2 separate regions of the Sus scrofa genome follow, and region 1 is linked to region 2. A link is a contact called in public HiChIP or PLAC-seq data. All regions are on one chromosome and are shown on one strand. The core of a region is the stretch at or near the end of the contact, and the rest is flanking DNA. Distances in the headings are between cores, read along the strand shown. Region 1 overlaps HFE (hereditary hemochromatosis protein). Region 2 has its middle 37 kb from the start of HFE.

Region 1 (3,936 bases), core at 1,403-3,902, 43 kb after region 2:
TGTGTTTTCACTTCTATAGCTCAGGTTCAATCCCTAGCCCAGGAACATCTGCATGCCATGAGAGTGGCCAAAAAATAATAATGAAAAGTTGTAAATCTTGCAAGAATTACCAAACTCTGACACAGAGACACAAAGTGAGCAAAGGCAGTTGGAAAGATGATAGCAATAGACTTGCTTGAGGTAGGGTTGCCACAAACCTTCAATTTGTGAAATATACATGATCTGCAAACTGCAATAAAATGAGGTCTGCCTATACAAAGGAAAAGGTTTAGAGATGAAAATAGAGGGAAAAAAACCAACAGTAATTCCTTTGGACTTGGATCTAAGTAGCTCTGAGCACCAACTCCTGAGCTCAACTGCCCTAGAGAGACACATGATGGGATTTTCTAGAATCCATTGCCTCCAGGGGAGATTACGTGAGCACTGGGACTGAGGCTGGGGGCTACAGGGATGAGGTGGGCAGTGGGGGGGGGGGCATCCACACAGGATGGACAGAGAAGAGAGCAGATGGCCAGCCCTGGGGAGGGGAGGCAGGCACCAGCGCTCACTTTCACAGGGTGGGACCAGACACAGCTGGCATGAGTTAATTCAGAAGATGTGGAGACAGAGTTCCCATCATGGCTCAGCAGGTTATGAACTGGACTAGCATCCATAAGGACACAGGTTCCATCCCTCGCCATGCTCAGTGGGTTAAGGATCTGATGTTGCTGTGAGCTGTAGTGTAGGTCACAGATGTGGCTCAGTTCCAGCGTGGCTCTGGTGCAGGCCAGTGGCTACAGCCCCAATTACCCTAACCTGAGAACTTCCATACGTGGCAGGTGCAGCCTTAAAAAGCAAAAAAAATAGGAAGAAGACATGTGGAGGCTCTGCCTCTCAGCCCCTCTTGACCCACAGAGAAGGCCTATCACCCTCTCCCCAGGGCCACACTCCCTGCTCTTCCTCTTCATGGGCGCCTCGGAGCCAGATCTCGGGCTGCCCCTGTTTGAGGCCTTGGGCTACGTGGACGACCAGCTGTTTGTGTCCTACAATCACGAGAGTCGCCGTGCAGAGCCTCGCGCCCCCTGGCTCTCGGGTAAGGCCTCCAACCAACTGTGGCTGCAGCTAAGCCAGAGCCTGAAAGGGTGGGATCACATGTTCACCGTGGACTTCTGGACCATCATGGACAACCACAACTACAGCAAGAGTACGTGGAGTGGGGCCTCGCCTTGTCTCCTTGTTCTGGGGGGAGGCATCAGAGGGCCAGGAGCTTGAGAGCTTTGGGGTGGGGGGTGCAGGGAAGAGGGCTGGACTTTGCTTCCTGAGGTCATTCAGTCCCATCACAGTGGAAACAGGACCTGCTCCTTTGGTTTCAGTAACGAAGCTGGGAGTGTTGCCAGAGTCCCACACCCTGCAGGTGATCCTGGGCTGTGAAGTGCAAGCGGACAACAGCACCAGAGGGTTCTGGAAGTATGGGTACGATGGGCAGGACCACCTGGAGTTCCACCCTGAGACGCTGGACTGGGGGGCGGCAGAGCCCAGGGCCTGGGCCACCAAGCTGGAGTGGGAAGTCAGTAAGATCCGGGCCAAGCAGAACAGAGCCTACCTGGAGCGGGACTGCCCGGAGCAGCTGCGGCGCTTGCTGGAGCTGGGGAGAGGGGCTCTGGACCAGCAAGGTAAGGCAGGAGCACCCTCTGCTCCTCTTGTGACAGAGGGAAGGGGGATGCAGGGCACGGGATCTTGGGTGGGGTTTCAGACATGCCCAAGGTTGTGTGACACTCTGGCAAGGAGCCGAGGTCTGAGTTCCCCACCCTGAGCTTTCCAGCTTCCAACGGGGATAAAAGCCTATCATATGCTGTGGTTTTAATTTTTTTAATCCATGCATGTAGCGAAAGAACTATGATTTTTTTTTTCTCTTGATTTAACCAAGAACCCTACATGAATTTATAACCTTCAGGAATTCAGAAATGCTCATGCTCACATGAATACCAAGGCAAGAAATGAATGAGTGAGGCAACCCATCACAGTAGCAGAATCCTGACAGTTAAAGGTCATTCCCACTGAATATGGCTGTAGTCACTTGTCACACCTTGTAAGGTGGTCGCTGAAGGCTGGCTACCGAACAAGGCCCCCCCCCCTTTTTTTTCTTGGGCGGCTTCCGCGGCATATGGAGGTTCCCAGGCTAGGGGTCTAATCGGAGCCATAGCCACCGGCCTACGCCAGAGCCACAGCAACGCCGGATCCTTAGCCCACTGAGCAAGGCCAGGGATCGAACCTTCAACCTCATGGTTCTTAGTCGGATTCATTAACCACTGCGCCAAGACGGGAATTCCCAAGGCCCCTTCTTATAAGAATACTTATTGGGAACATTGAACATTGGGATTACCAGTAGTACATACTCAACCTTTTTTGATCCTCATAAGGAGCAATTTTATCTGATTCAACTTAATATATTAACAAAGCACATGGGATATGGGCAACAACTGTGCCTATTTACATGTGAGATCAGAGAACAAGTTGATATGACCTTGTCTGCTCTCCATGTGACACCACATTGGAACCAAATCCGGGAACATGTTTTAGGACACAAAATGGTCTGTCTCTCCTACACTTGCTTTGTCTGCACAGGGTAACGCCTTCCTCCATCCTGTAGAGAAAGGGAAGTGAAAGTTCTGGTCTTCCCAGCCAGGGTAGGAAGATTCCCCCTCCAGATCCTTCCTTCTTCCTCTCCAGCGCCTCCTTTGGTGAAGGTGACTCATCACGTGGCCTCTGCGGTGACCACTCTACGCTGTCAGGCTCTGAACTTCTACCCCCAGAACATCACCATGAGGTGGCTGAAGGACAGGCAGCCACTGGATGCCAAGGACATTGAGCCCAGGGATGTGCTGCCCAACGGGGATGGGACCTACCAGAGCTGGGTGGCTTTGGTGGTGCTCCCTGGGGAGGAGCAGAGATACAGCTGCCAGGTGGAGCACCCAGGCCTGGATCAGCCCCTCACTGCCCGCTGGGGTATGGATGAGAGCCAGGGGCTGGGAAAACCTGGTGTGGATGGGGTGGGAGTGGTTACCAAAGCAAGGGTCTGCCCTGGGCTGGGGCAGCGGTCACGGGCTCTCACTCGCTTTTGCTGTTTCAGAGCCCTCGCTGTCTGGCACCCTGGTCATTGGAATCATCAGTGGGATTGCTGTTTGTGTCATCATCTTTACTGGAATTTTGTTCAGAATCTTAAGGAGAAGGCAGGCTTTAAGTAAGTAGGAAAACAGAGGAAGCTTCCTGGTACCTTGGCTCCCAGGATGCACTAATTCTCCTCCAGGAGGTGGGGCAAAGGGAGGGCAAAGGGGTTTGGCATCTGAGAGAAGCCTTCTCTTTTTCTCTGGGAGCCTTGGCACCTCCCTGGGAGCAGGAATTAATAGGTTTCTTCGGAATGAAAGCTCCTAATTCAACAAATATCTCGTGAGTGCCTATTATTTTGCACGCTTCTGTAGTGCAGGTGTTTTGAGGCTGAGTCACTGCCGCTATTCTCAGAACCCAAGTTAGTAGGGAATGAAATCCGTAACACAGGTTGATGCAGTTTAAGAAGAGTCCCAAAGGTCCTAAGGCAGATAGGAGGCAAAGGCTTTGGGGTGTCAAGGGAAGGGGTGATCATATTCATTGTCTGGGAATCAAGAAAGGCTTCTGGATCTTGAAGAAGTAGAATATTTTCAGATGAAGTTGAGGAGGGGAGATTCATGCAGATGAAGCAAACATGAAAATGGGAGAATGTGAGGCATGCTGGGGGTGGGGGGGGAGGTGAGAAGCTATTATCATACCTCACCCTTGACTTTGCATACTTGCCAATCTGCATTTCTCCTCCCTAAGCATCCATGTTGCCCGGGAAAGGGGCAGACAGAAACCAGCTCCCTTAGAGCCCTGGGGGACTTTGGGGTGTCCGATGATGTTGTGAGCACTTGAGGGGGCTGGAAA
Region 2 (3,800 bases), core at 157-2,656:
TAGAGTACATTTTTGGGATTTTTCCCTCAATTTTGGAGGATTATTCCCTCAGCCCCCACTCCCCCCCACCCAGTAAATAAGCAAATAGTACTACAGCATCAATGAAATTAATGTTTAGTTTTTCAAAAATGTAACTTTCAAAGTATTGCTTTGACACGAAATCAATCAGTGGAAGAAGAACAAAAGTAAATGTGAGAAGCGTCTAGGATAGAACGTAGTAGCCAATGAAACTGCATGGTTGTTGGAAAGTTTAAAAGAAGACCAATCAGAGCCTGAGACGTAAACATTTTCTCGTCCAATCAGTATACTCTAGGTACTATATATACTAGCTATGTGTCTAGCCAACTTATTTGTGCAAGTACTTAGTACGCTTTTTTAGGTGTAGGTATGGCCCGTACTAAGCAAACCGCTCGTAAATCTACCGGCGGCAAGGCGCCGCGTAAGCAGCTGGCTACAAGGCTGCCGCAAGAGCGCACCGGCCACCGGTGGCGTGAAAAAACCCCATCGCTATAGGCCGGGCACCGTGGCCCTGCGTGAGATTCGCCGCTACCAAAAGTCCACGGAGCTGCTGATCCGTAAGCTGCCGTTCCAGCGGCTGGTGCGCGAGATCGCGCAGGACTTCAAGACGGACCTGCGCTTTCAGAGCTCTGCAGTGATGGCGCTGCAGGAGGCCTGCGAAGCCTACCTGGTGGGGCTTTTCGAGGACACCAACCTGTGTGCCATCCACGCCAAGCGCGTCACCATCATGCCCAAGGACATCCAGCTAGCTCGCCGCATTCGCGGAGAACGGGCATAATTGCCGATTTCCTTTGAAAGTTAAGCCAAAGGCTCTTTTCAGAGCCACCCATATTTTCAAATGAAGTAGCTGTAAACTAATTTTCAACTCGAATTGGCTTAATATAGCTTGCCATCTGCTGGAAAAGGAAAGCAAACAACAGCTTTCACAGGTGTGCCCTCTGTAAAAGTCCCCTGCGTATGCGAACAGACTGACCCCTTTGATAAGTAGTACTGCTCATGCTCTAGTAAAAAGATTAGAGGCATTGGAAAGAATAGGCACTGCAGAGAACTGAAAAAAATAAGGCCTTGTAAGCATCAGTTGCAAAACAAAGCGTTATCAAAAATGGGTAAAAAGTAAAACATGTCAGAAAAAGCTAGTTAACTGTGAATTTAAATTTATAATTTCTTTGATCTCGATATTTATAAGACTAACAAATTTTATTGTGAAATTTTTACCTTCGATTTTTTTTCTACTTAGAATTTTTGGACTCACGTTCCCTTTAAGCCTAGCTCCGGTACTGCATTAGAACAAAGCCCAGCTAAAGAAGCAGACTATTGGTCAAACTGGCTCTGCCTGACTGCCCTACCCGCCCTGCCGTCCCCGCCCTTCCGCCGGTTTGGAGGAGGGGTTAAGGGAGGGGATTATTGGCGTCACATTTCCCGCCTGCGCGCTTCCCATTCTCTCGGTGGGGGGGGGGGGGAGGGGAGTATGTATATAAGGGTGGCCTCTGAGGCTCTTTGTCGTTTGCTGCTGGTTCGCTTCTCTTGTGAGCATGTCTGGACGCGGCAAGGGCGGCAAGGGCCTGGGAAAAGGCGGCGCCAAGCGCCACCGCAAGGTGCTGCGAGACAACATCCAGGGCATCACCAAGCCCGCCATCCGGCGCCTGGCTCGGCGCGGCGGCGTCAAGCGCATCTCCGGCCTCATCTACGAGGAGACCCGCGGGGTGCTGAAGGTGTTCCTGGAGAACGTGATCCGGGACGCCGTCACCTACACCGAGCACGCCAAGCGCAAGACCGTCACGGCCATGGACGTGGTCTACGCGCTCAAGCGCCAGGGACGCACCCTCTACGGCTTTGGTGGTTAAGTACTGATTCCCCATCAAAACTTTTTCTAAACCAAAGGCCCTTTTCAGGGCCACCCAAACATTCAACAAAAGGCTGTAACTATGCTGTAGTAAAAATGAACGATGAGAAGTTCCTCATCAGGAAAGATTGCGGAGCTAACAGCAAAAGTAAGTCCGAGATCTTTACATTCCTACACCAAGGTAACTCCCAGTCTTTCTCTCATTCACTGTATACTGGTGTGTTTGGGGGTTGAGAGTCTCAACTCATTAAAAGTGGAATACAACCTTGAAAGCTAGAAACTTTAATTGGTTTCCAGGCACAAAGAGCACTGCCCAATCGGCAAGCCCCATTCATGGGTGTTAGCCAATCAGAACTGATGATCTCATGTGATTTTCCTGGTGCGACCAATATTGGGGGCGTGCGAAAGCGGGAGAGAAACTCCAAAGCCCTGTTCAGTGAATTTTTGTTTTTAATCTGTGTTTTTACGTATTATGAAACAGACTCAGACATCTGAACGGTTCTCAGTCGCGTCCTGAGAACAGTGCTGAAATTACCGCCACCAACGGTGGTTTGTCTTGATTAAAAAAGTAATCTGAAATGGTGGGTAAAAGAAACAAGATTCAGCTCCAGAAAATCCAGGGCATTGAATTCAAGCGAAATTAAAATTAATTTATGAAGAAAACGAGCTTCCATCTTGGTGTCAACACAGCCCTCAACAGTTAGTGGTACTTTTTTACCTTCCTTCACAGAGGAATAGATATTTGATAGAATTTTGCAGTATCTAAAATCAGATTGTAGTGATGGTTGTACAAGTTAATATACTAAAGTTCACTGAGTTGGACACTTAAAGTGGGTGAATTTTATGAGATGTACATATATATACACACACATACACACCGTCAGGCAGGGTGGCAGAAAAGGAAATTTTTAGAGTAGGCACTGCTGGTCTGTGAGGAGGTTCTCTTGCTAAACCTGGAAATATGGTCTAGTCAATTGCAGCCACAAAAGGTTATGAAGCAAGAATGGCCCTAATCCAAGCATGTTCCAGAAGTATGCCAGACTTTAGAACTCAGCTGGAAAAGTGACCTGAATTAACTTGAAGTTGGCTAATAGGGAAAAGTTTATTCCCCTCTAAAAAGATATTCACAAATGCCTCTAACATTGTGGGGTTTGGGGTTTTTTTGTAAATTTTTATCATTCAAAAAAAAAATTTTTTTTTTTTTGGCCACACCTGAGACATGCAGAAGTTGTCAGTCCAGGGATTGATACTGTGCCATAGCTGTAACCAGAACCACAGCAGTGACAACCCTGGATCCTTAACCCACTGAGCTACAACTGAACTGTCTAGTTTTTTGGTTTATTTATTTATTTATTTATTTATTTGTCTTTTTGCCATTTCTAGGGCCGCTCCCGCGGCATATGGAGGTTCCCAGGCTAGAGGTCCAATCGGAGCTGTAGCCTCCGGCCTATGCCAGAGCCACAGCAACGCGGGATCCGAGCCGCATCTGCGATCTACACCACAGCTCAAGGCAACGCCGGATCGTTAACCCACTGAGCAAGGGCAGGGATCGAACCCGCAATCTCATGGTTCCTAGTCGGATTCGTTAACCACTGCACCACGACGGGAACTCCTATTTTTGTTTTTTTTTTTAATAATTTTTATGGATGGAGGGCTGATTTCAGGCTCAGTATGTTAGTTTCAGTCAGTGTTCCTCCTAGTTTTTGCATACCATTTCCCCCCTATTAGCTGTCCTCCAAGATTTCTTGAGGAATGATAATTACCTAGACTGTCTTAATTTAAACTGACAATAGGGAGCATTCAGAGTTGCATCCTGGATGACCAGAGGAGCAAAAATTGGGCCTGGTTGAGAGAGTGGTTACTTTATATTTTCCTTAGCTGGTGTCCTGGTGTCCTTCAGAAGATATTTATTGATTTTGTGTAATGTGCCAGATACTGT

The links. HiChIP or PLAC-seq counts read pairs in DNA pulled down with a chosen protein or histone mark.
Region 1: an H3K27ac HiChIP or PLAC-seq map of alveolar macrophages shows a contact between it and region 2. The contact joins two enhancer-like sites. A contact is called at or near these places in 10 of 47 Hi-C or Micro-C datasets (blood, embryonic fibroblasts, fibroblasts and 7 more) and 2 of 2 datasets of contacts at active chromatin or transcription factors (alveolar macrophages and skeletal muscle).

The regions. Positions count from the first base shown.
Region 1 is chr7:20,761,894-20,765,829 of Sscrofa11.1, forward strand. HFE (hereditary hemochromatosis protein) reads left to right here. Exons shown (of 5, transcript XM_021098424.1): 2 at 920-1,183; 3 at 1,353-1,652; 4 at 2,710-3,220. Among named protein-coding and RNA genes, the nearest start is that of HFE, 5.3 kb to the left of the region's middle. Within about 2 kb of position 2,653, at least 7 of the 83 cell types and tissues checked have an H3K27ac peak or open chromatin away from gene starts, as enhancers often do. A contact at or near this core is called in alveolar macrophages and retroperitoneal adipose tissue, where this site is marked.
Region 2 is chr7:20,719,920-20,723,719 of Sscrofa11.1, forward strand. It overlaps the pseudogene LOC110261488. Among named protein-coding and RNA genes, the nearest start is that of HFE, 37 kb to the right of the region's middle. Within about 2 kb of position 1,407, at least 71 of the 83 cell types and tissues checked have an H3K27ac peak or open chromatin away from gene starts, as enhancers often do. A contact at or near this core is called in alveolar macrophages and retroperitoneal adipose tissue, where this site is marked.